Linked DNA regions of Anas platyrhynchos: region 1 is linked to region 2. The links are chromatin contacts, called in public Hi-C maps. All regions are on one chromosome and are shown on one strand. The core of a region is the stretch at or near the end of the contact, and the rest is flanking DNA. Distances in the headings are between cores, read along the strand shown. Region 1 overlaps ESYT2 (extended synaptotagmin 2). Region 2 holds the start of DYNC2I1 (dynein 2 intermediate chain 1).

Region 1 (5,074 bases), core at 2,135-4,634, 62 kb after region 2:
TACGTAATTAACCAAGAACTTTTACATCAACATAAAGATTTAAATAGATACCACTGTCACTATTGCTTGACCATTTATTTGCCTATCTTTTCCATAGGTCACGCTTCTTGGTTTAAGTAATAAAATAATGATAATAAAAAAAATATTTTTACCTTGTATTTATAAAGAATAATTTTCAGCTGAGAGTATCCCACTTGGCTAATATTTGGTTAGATAAGTTTTAGACATCTGGAAGGTGTCATGTTGTTGTTTAAAATTCACTTAATTCATAATTTACAAGCTTCAGTGTTCTTTTCCAGGATGTTCCGTGTTTTTAAAGAGTGAGTATCTACTACCTCGTATGAATCCAGTTTCTCTCTGTAAAATTCTGTGGAATTCCTTGAATGCCAGTTCATTTTTCATATTAATTTCTCTGATGTTTTAGCAAAATTCAAGTGTTCGTGTTGGCACAATATGGCTGACCTTCAGAATCCCAGAGTGGGATTTTGGTCCTAGCAGAAATGATTGTGAATCCTCCGAGTGGCTGGATTGTGTTGCTTCAGGCTGTTTTTGTCTTATTTAGGGAGGCCTTCAGTAGCTCCCTTTGAATGTGAATTAATCTCTGATCCTTTTGCTAGACTGGGATAGGTATATTTATGTCAGTAGCTTATTTCATAATGTATGTGATAACTATTTACAAGAACACAATAACTTTTCTTTCAAGGTAGCTTTGGTACCTTTGCCTGCTTGTTGTTCTCTGACCTGGGTCATGTAGAACGATTAATCGAAAACACTGTCTTCGAGCATGCACTTTACTGAATGTAAAGGCAGAGCTTTCTCTTCTTATTGGGTAGGCAAACTAACAAAAGCAGGAACAAAGTTTCTGATGTTTGATAGCTATCTGTTGGAGACTTGTAATCAGATTTGTATTTTGAAAAGTATGCTTGTTGCTGGTGTAGCTATTAGCACCTCAGCTTTTCCTTTTTTCTTTTTTTTTTTGTCTTCTTTCAGTTTTTCAAGACTGTTTGAGATGTTTATCTTAAAGCTTTGATTCAACCCTAACAAAATAATGGGAGCTGTCTTCTCGGCTCATGTCAGAGAATGTTTGGCATTCATAACTTGAAAACAAGACATTCGGCAAAACTGAACTGAGGAAGTTTGAAAAGCACCATGTGTTACAGTGATAACTAAAGGAAGCTATTTATTTTCAAAAATATGATTATCTTGTGGTAGTTGTTTTAAGAAGTACTGAAACTGTAAATCTGTAGGGATTAGCATTCCTGTAGAATAAAAATCTTTGTAAATATGACCGGATAAACTCTGCAAGAAGGGAAAGGGAATGAAGGCTCCTATCTAGGACAAATTTAAACAAATTAAATTTAATAAATTAACTTGAGAAGAAACTTTGCCTATATGTAATGTGTTAGCATAATCCACTGACACTTTCAGAGAATAAACATGTGCCTGGGTAGCCCTGTCTTGATGTAACCTTGAGTTTCCTCTGTTCCTGTTGTATTGGATGCCATTAAAAGCTAGCAAATGGTTTTACAGTAGATGTGTTTAAGAAAACTGGTGTCACAGATCTAAGCGACCAGTAAATGTTTTTTATGAAAACTCTTGCTCCCCTCTACCTCCCCCAAAATCAACTTTTTATACAACCTAAAGATTTGTAAGCAAATAAATTAAGTAGTCTGTTATAGTCAATTCACTGAATGTAAAGCGACTGTCTATAGGAGTTGACCAAATGACATACTGGCTCTTCTAAAAGACATTGGTACTGGCAGTTGCATCAGTAGAGTTGTTTTTTTCCAGTCAGCAGTAATGTTACATTTTGAGGTCAATAGCAAGTTTTCTTCCCTTCAGGCTGTACTATTCTTTCCTTTTTCCTTCAGGCTGTACTATTCTTTCCCTTTTTTTTTTTTTTTTTTTTGAGTAATATTCCTAGCAAATCCTGTTCTGTTACAGTTTAGCACTCAGAGCTAAGATGGTAAGTATTTGAGGTTAACTGGTAATACTCCACCCATTACAGTTCAGTCTGTAATCACAGGCTCCAGTTGTTGTCACACCATTATGCCTTTACTTTGCTATGTTTTGTTTGAAGGCTGAAACCTCTCATTATGGGCAAAAATTGCTCAAGAATCTTTTTTTCATCTTTTTTTTTTTTTTTTTTTGTAGAAATTCTGCATAGCACATCTCAGATCTTTTGTTTAGCTTGTGACCAACCATCTAACGAAGATAAATTTTCACTTAGGAGTTTGAACTGCTTCACTGCTGCAGAAGTTTCAGTGAAGTATTTTAGTGAGAGAGATTTCACGCAGACAGCTCCCTTGCGTGTTTAACCTTATAAACTAGAGACCAGGCTGCTGCATATGAGTTAAGTGAAAAGTGCAGCTTCACAGGCTGTAATCCTGAGTTGTCCTCGCCCATTCTAGTGGGTACATTTGTGGTGAAGAAGGACCACCAAGGGGAGGCAGGCTCTACAGGCTGCAAGTCTCTGACATGAAAAAAATATAAAATGGGCCAGGTTGTATTTAATGGGTTAATTCTGTTACCCTTCTCTACCATAATGTTTTTATTAAATGAAAATGTAACATATATTACTTATAATGTAATGTAAATTTATTATATATATACTGTATAAATATGCTAGCTGCTTGAGTCAGATCTACTCTCAGCTGCAGGTTCAGTCATAGAAAAGCTTCACAAGGTGATTACTTACAAGTGCTTAATCTGAAAAAATGCATGCAGTAATCAAACATATTATCTGCATCTGAATTTCATAAAGACTGTAAAAGGAGAATCTTAAAGGAAGTGTACTTAGGTGGAGAACTCATTTATCCCTGGAATGTTTTCACCAGCTTTAGCAAGAGTGCACCTGCAGTTCAGAACACCTCGAGTACTTTTCATCATTTTCTCTCTGAGCCTTTCTAGATACTGCCAACCTCTCCCTGGATCCTCATCTTCAGTGAATTATTCCACTCCTGTCTTCTGCCAGTGTAGGCAGTGCAGCTAACCAGGGGTGTTTGTCTGACAGCGTCCTGATCTGTTCTCAGTTCAGACCCAAACTGGGTGAACCCTTAGCTTAGGAAATGTTAGGAGGTTGGGTTATTTAGTGATTCATTACCACTATGATTGTACCGCCACTCCCTTTTTACGAGCACAAAACCTGTTTTACTTCCCTAGGCTATATTTTACTCGTCCACAGAGCATGCTTCCTTTGTGTTTCTGTTTAAATGACAGTTCTTCTAGCTCCAGAGGACAGCTTGCTTCATAACAATACAGCAGCAGTTAGCCAAACTTTCAGGGACAGTTAAGTCATTACTGAAATATAAAAGTAGGTTAACAGTTAACATCTGCTTGGTTATATGCAATGCAGGCAAGAAGACTTATGCAATAGCCCTTTACCCTGGGTGGCTTTGAAAAGGCGAGGGGGAACTTGGGAGAACTTTTATATTCCCGTCCTTGGTTTATGTTATTCACATATCAGCTGCTTCCACCTGGTGGCCATTTTGGCAAGAATCCTGTATTTAAAAAATCAAAAAAAGTTTTTAGGAATAGATTTGGTTTCTACACCCCTGAAGAAGGGCAAATGTTTGTCCGTTTAGGTGTTAAGCAGCAAAAGATGTAAGTGGTAGCTGTTAACAAATTGCAGTGCTATGAGAATGTAGACATTTGTTTTCTGTTCTGCATTGTTTTCCCTCAACACATGTTTACCTTATTCTAAAAGTGGCAATAAATACTCTTAGCTTCTAAAAGTAATTGGAAACTCTGCATTAATACTTAGACTTATTTCAGTGTGTTTTTTATGTTTTAGAAAAAGGGATCTCAAGTGTTAATATGGTTTTCCATAAAGTTTCATGCTTGAGCTGCCTCAGTATGTTAGTGTGACATAATGTGTTTATTTCCCGTGAAGTAACTGAGTATTGTTTTCTCTAACAGTGGCTTATCGGATACAATAATATTGGATATAATATCCAACTACCTGGTCCTCCCAAATAGAATTACTGTTCCCCTTGTCAGTGAAGTGCAGATTGCTCAGTTGCGGTTTCCTATACCAAAGGTATGTGTGTTTCTGTTAATAGTAAAAGTTTGGCATTTAATTTTGTTGTTGTAGTAATTGTCTGAGGTATGCACATCTGTATGAATTTCTAAATATAGCTATTGCAGTAGTAGAGGTTACGATGAAACTGTTCGCTTTAAATAACCCCATTTATAAATAATTTTATGGAGTTTGATAATAACACTGAGAAGGACTTTTTTTGTTTTGTTATAATCTTTCACATATTACCTGTAAAGCATAGTTCAACTGTGTGTATTAAAAATTATGTAACATGTTTTATATTATTACTGCAAAACATGCTGTTTACTTGAAAGTTGTTACTACTTAGTGCTACTTTGTTCCAGTAGCATGGCATTTCTTGATATAACTAGTATGTTTCTGATTACTGATGACTATTTTTTCTTCAAAAATTTCTCTGAGTCTTGGGTGTTTTGTGTGATATCTCTTGATCCACTGTGTGTCAAAACCAAGTTTCATCTTAAGGAAACTGCAGTGGAAATTATAAAACATATATTACATGAACTGTCATGGCGTGGAAACTTTCAGATTACTACATAAACTCATTCTTTCCTTTTTCAGGGTGTTCTAAGGATACACTTTATTGAAGCTCAGGACCTGGAGGGTAAAGATACCTACCTAAAAGGGATTGTTAAAGGAAAGTCAGATCCTTATGGAATCATCCGTGTAGGCAACCAGATTTTCCAAAGCAAGGTCATCAAAGAAAATCTCAATCCAAAATGGAATGAAGTTTATGAGGTATAATCAATAGAAACGTGTTTTGCATTTTGTAGTGTGGTCATCTAGAATTTATTTTCCTCAAGAAAGTCTCCAGAGTATTTTCTTTAGTAACTTTTTGATATTTCCCTCTGGAGGTCCAAAGGTCTGTAACAAACAGCAATTCTCCATTGATGTATGTGACTTTGTTTAGACTTAGCAACAGTAATTCTGAAAAGTTGTCTCTTAATACCGACATGAACAGAAAAAAAAAAAAAACTGAAAAGCTCTTATGCTTGCTCAACTCATAAAATCACATGT
Region 2 (4,712 bases), core at 994-3,493:
ATAATGCATGATTGTTATTTTTTTAGGTACATATCAGAAAACAAAGTAAGAACATTAATGATGCTAACAGCCTAAAAAGAGCATAGTCAGTAGATATTAGATAAGGCAGTTTGAGATTTATTTTAAAACAAAACAAAAAAAATGTAGCCAACATTTAGACTTGATTTTCCAGTGCCCAAAAAGGTACATCTGCCACTTTTCTGAGGTCAACAATTTTCATCTCACTACCACCACCAGAATATGATGCTTTTTATATATGATGATTTCCCACTTCATTCTTTGCTTTTGCAGAAGACTAACAAATAGAGAGGGACCCTTTTTAAAGTTTGAAGAAATGTAATACCTTTGAGAGCACTGTCCCTCCGTCAGTAAGTACAAAAGTGTCAGAGGAATTGCTGTACATACAGAAATAAATGTTTAGGACAAACTTTAAAAGGATTTATCTAAATTGCTCACCTGGCTACTAACTTAAAAGTCCCCATACACTCATTTAAATCCAAAATAAGATTAGTTATTTAAGCCACACTGAGGTTTAACTCAATTCATGCACCTGAGAACACAGGGAGCTCATTAGCAGATATTAAGTGCCACAATTTAGTGAACTCAAGAAGTTCTATGAAACAATTTGACTTTTAAACATCTGTCCCCTAAACTAAAGATCAAGCCTTATGAAGTCAGCAAACTAAGCATCCTCACTACCTCAGAGAACCTCTTTAAGACACCAAGAGGGGGCTCTTCACTCATAACCTAGAAAGACCGGAGTTTTTCAGAACTTAATCTTACATTCTGTTTAAAATGTTATTCTTATCATTGTTAAGAATGTATGATTCTCTTTAACTATGATTCTAAAGAAAAAGAAACAAAAGCAGTATGATGTATTTCTGCAGTCTTAAAGCCAGAGAAAAGTGCTTTATTCTTCACATGTAAATATTTCTCTCTCTCATTTCCAATTTGAGTTACCTATCTGAGAGCTCTCAAATTGGTAAACACCATGAGTGAGAGCCTTGATTTGACAGAATAGAAACAACAGAAGGAGGCTTTCTCAAACAGTGCGGCTGTACAAATGCCTCTGGATCTTTGGGGGTCTTAAAACACCTGAAACAACATTAGATCAAAGTTTAGCATTCCATCACAATTCACTAACCAGACTGAAAATAGTAGTAATAATAAAAGTGATTTTCTAAATTATCTTTTCTAAAAATTATACCATGATTTATATATTTGTTTACTTTTTTTTTTTGTAAAAATGTTCATGATTTTTCCAAAAAAAGTGATACGATACCATTGCTGTTCCAAGGGAAGATGTAACATAATTGCACACCAACACGATGTAGCAGTTGTTTTTTGTTTGTTTGTTTTTTTTCTTTCCTTTTATTTTGGAGCTCTATGAACTTTTCACAACACAACAGCACCATGCAAAAGTTATGTGAGTCCCTAAAGCACCAAACCTCAGCAGTTACAGAAGTAGCGGCTACCTGAGGTTTTTCGTCTACGATCTGAATCAGGAACAGCTTTGGGAGTTTTCATCAACAACCAGATCCCTTCAGCAGGGAGGTCTGTGCCTGATGCAGCCACCCCAACGAGAAGAGTTATTCCTCTAATGGAATAACCCTTATTCCTCAGGGCATGCACGGAATAAGGGCTTCCTCATGCCACGTAGGTGACAGTTTCATCGTTGCGGTGACAAAACCGGGAGACTTGAGCCCCAGGGCAGCAGCAGAAGAGCTGAGGCCGCCAGCTGGCTGCACCCCTTCACCCCCAGGGCCGAGCCGGACGAGGAACGGCCTCGACCAGCAGCGGAGGATCCCGGCTGCCGCCCCCGCCTCCTCCTCCCCTCAGGCTGCGGGCCCTCCTGAGGGGCACGGGGGCGAGGCGGGACGGCCCCACCGCGGTCCCCTCACGCCGCTCCCGCAGCCCCGCTGGCCGGCCGCTCACCTTATCGCCCTCCATGGCGGGGGGGAGCCGCGTCCCACCGCCACCGGGAGGGCACGAAACGGCAGCGGGAGGGCGTCCGGGCTCGCCTAGCGACCGGAGGCGGTGGGCTGGGCGGGGAGGGAGCGGGGAGCCCGCCCCGGAGCGGGCGGTGCTACGGCCGCACGGCGTAAAGGGAAAGGAAAGGGAGGGCGGTGTAAAATGGCGGGCGGTTCGCCCCTCAGCCTCGGAGTGAGGAGAAACGGTGGCACCGCAGCGGCACGTGTAAAGAGCTGCAAATGTAAAATGATAATAATCGTATAAATAGCTTTGGAGTTGTTTTCTGCAGCAAGGAGTAAGGGACGGCCTGCGGGGAAGGCGGGCGCTGCTTGCACGGCCAATATTTGTACCCTGTCAACGTGCTGCGCGATTTAACGGGCTGACTAAAAACTCCCCTGGGCGCTTGAAGTTTGTTTGTTTGTTTTCTTTTTAGTGGGACAAAATAAAGTTGTAACTACATGAAAGGGGGGTAGTGAGTTTACTGAAGTATTTGCTATTAACATTTGTAGAAAGCTGCTTACCGAGGGGAAAAAGAAAAGGCATTTTGGCATGTGAGAAACAATCGTGAAGTTCAACAGGAGTTGTCATTAGACTTCAGAGATAAAATTTAACCCTGAGTTCTTGACCTTAAATAGTCACTTGGCAAGTATATACAATGCGGTACATCCTTGTATGCAGATTTCTCCTATCCATGTTTCCTTGCTTCATAACATAAATTAAAAAGGCTGTAAAGTTATCTCTCTGTCTGGAATATGAAGTATTTTCCTTTATCAGGTATCACTAAAGCAAATTAAGCAATTAGGATAAAAACGATGATATTTAAAAAGAAAAGACATTATGGCTTTTAAGAGCTATATTGCACTAAGCGTCTATGAATACTAAACTATTTATAAACATTCATATGAATAATTTAGCTGTCTGGCAGAGCAATAATAATCCATAAGCATTTTTTATATCTTCTTCCCTGAAAAAGCAGAAATGCGTGTACAAATCATCCTGGATTAATTCCAAGAGCTTTTTAGCCAAGGTGGTGAAGTGTTACAAGTGCATGGAACTATGCATCTGCTGAGTAAAGCATATTCTGCACATGTGATGTCCTCCATACAGAAGCTGAAGGACAAAAACTACCTACAAGTACTCTAATTCAACTTATTATTAGTAAAAATACAGCAAGCACATATTAATAAAACTAGTAAATGCGATAGCAATACCAAAGACTGGACAGAACAAAATACCTTTTTTTTTTTTTTTTTTGTTTTCAAATTCTGGATGTACCAGCTACTTCTTTAGAGTGTGCATATGTGTTAGATACCAAAACAAACAAACAAAATAACAGTTTTGGCTGCCAGTAGCTTTTTATTCCCCCTATCAGAGTATACTAGTCAAGTAGCTCTATGACAAGAAAAATCACAGATGTGGGAAGGCACCACTAGAGGGACTGTGCAGAATTTTTCAAAGCTTAAAGCCAGTGATCAAACAAGCTTAACTGCTGCATGAGAACGCAAGTTGGAGGAACACCTGTGGAACAACAGAGCTAAAATTTGTGCATGTCTTTGTTTTTCCATCATTTATCAAAATAAATGATAGTTTATCACCAATCTAGTGAGGAAAAAAAAAAAAAGAAAAATATGAATATGTCAGTAGTTCTACTGTTTTTCTAAAAACGGGTATTAGAGTCATGTGAACACATGCAAAAAAAAAAAAAAAAAAAAAGACATGCATCTGTTCTATCACTATATAGCATAAAAGGATGCCCTACTTTCTCTTGGAAAGAAAAAGGTGTTGTAAGCTAGGCCTTTGGTAGCCCTGAGAATTTTAGTGAGATTGTAGGTAGTACATGCTTTTGCATTTTGTGGCTTGTTCTTCACCTGCACTATCTGAAAAACAGGAATACATAATAACAGCTTTTAATACTTCATAATAATGCGTTATTATTTGTCTTGGATGTTCCTCTAATCCTATGATGCAATATCGCTTTTTTCTCCATCTGTGTATGAACTTACATACCACAGAATTACAACAAAAAAAAATATGAGAAATATGTACTCTCATGGGGAAAACATGTCAACCCTACACCGTGTTTAAAAATGATCATTCCTTTACTTAAAAATAATTAAATAAATAAATAAATGTTTTGTATGAAGAAAGAGACTTACCAGGATCTAGGCTTTGTAGCTTTCCCCCCTCTCCCCCTCTCCCCCCCCCCCCCTCTTTTCTGTTGAATTCTGAATTTCTGGTGAATTCTGAGATTCACCAATTTCTGCTGAAGATAAGAAGAAAACTCAAATACTATCATCAGTATAGGCGCATAAGTGATCTCTCACAAAGTGTTCAAAATGGTTTTGGTAGTCATTCCTCCAGACCCATAAACAGAAACAGCAAAAACGCAGATCTCTGAAGTGACCTATGTGCCTTGAGTTTTGAGCAATAATTTGTAAGAGGCCTGTTAGGGGGACAACAACAACAACAACCACAAACAAAAAAACAAATGATGATTAAGGTGAAAACTTAAGAACATATACGTCTAACAATAAATATTTGAGCATCTTATCATTAGTAGAATTTATGCATTCAGTGAAAATGAAGGCAGATTGGGTTATATCAGAGATACATGGGTTTGTTCCAAACAACAGAAGCTCTATATACTGATGGTAGAGTCTTCTAACTCTTTCTCTGCTACATATTAGATAATTTGAAGCAGGCAGAAAATATTCATGCTATATGCTAGATGATCTGAAGCA

The links. A called contact is a pair of places that touch in the nucleus more often than the background predicts.
Region 1: a contact with region 2 is called in a Hi-C map of F1 follicle, with 4 times the contacts expected there. The contact joins the enhancer-like site here to the promoter of DYNC2I1 in region 2. A contact is called at or near these places in 6 of 8 Hi-C or Micro-C datasets (F1 follicle, F5 follicle, liver and 2 more).

The regions. Positions count from the first base shown.
Region 1 is chr2:149,520,492-149,525,565 of IASCAAS_PekinDuck_T2T, forward strand. ESYT2 (extended synaptotagmin 2) reads left to right here. Exons shown (of 24, transcript XM_027450445.3): 8 at 3,919-4,039; 9 at 4,619-4,795. Among named protein-coding and RNA genes, the nearest start is that of NCAPG2, 35 kb to the right of the region's middle. Within about 2 kb of position 3,385, at least 4 of the 8 cell types and tissues checked have an H3K27ac peak or open chromatin away from gene starts, as enhancers often do. A contact at or near this core is called in F1 follicle, F5 follicle and subcutaneous adipose tissue, where this site is marked.
Region 2 is chr2:149,460,111-149,464,822 of IASCAAS_PekinDuck_T2T, forward strand. It overlaps DYNC2I1 (dynein 2 intermediate chain 1), which reads right to left and starts at 2,244. Exons shown (of 24, transcript XM_027450450.3): 1 at 1,936-2,244. The coding sequence starts at 1,950.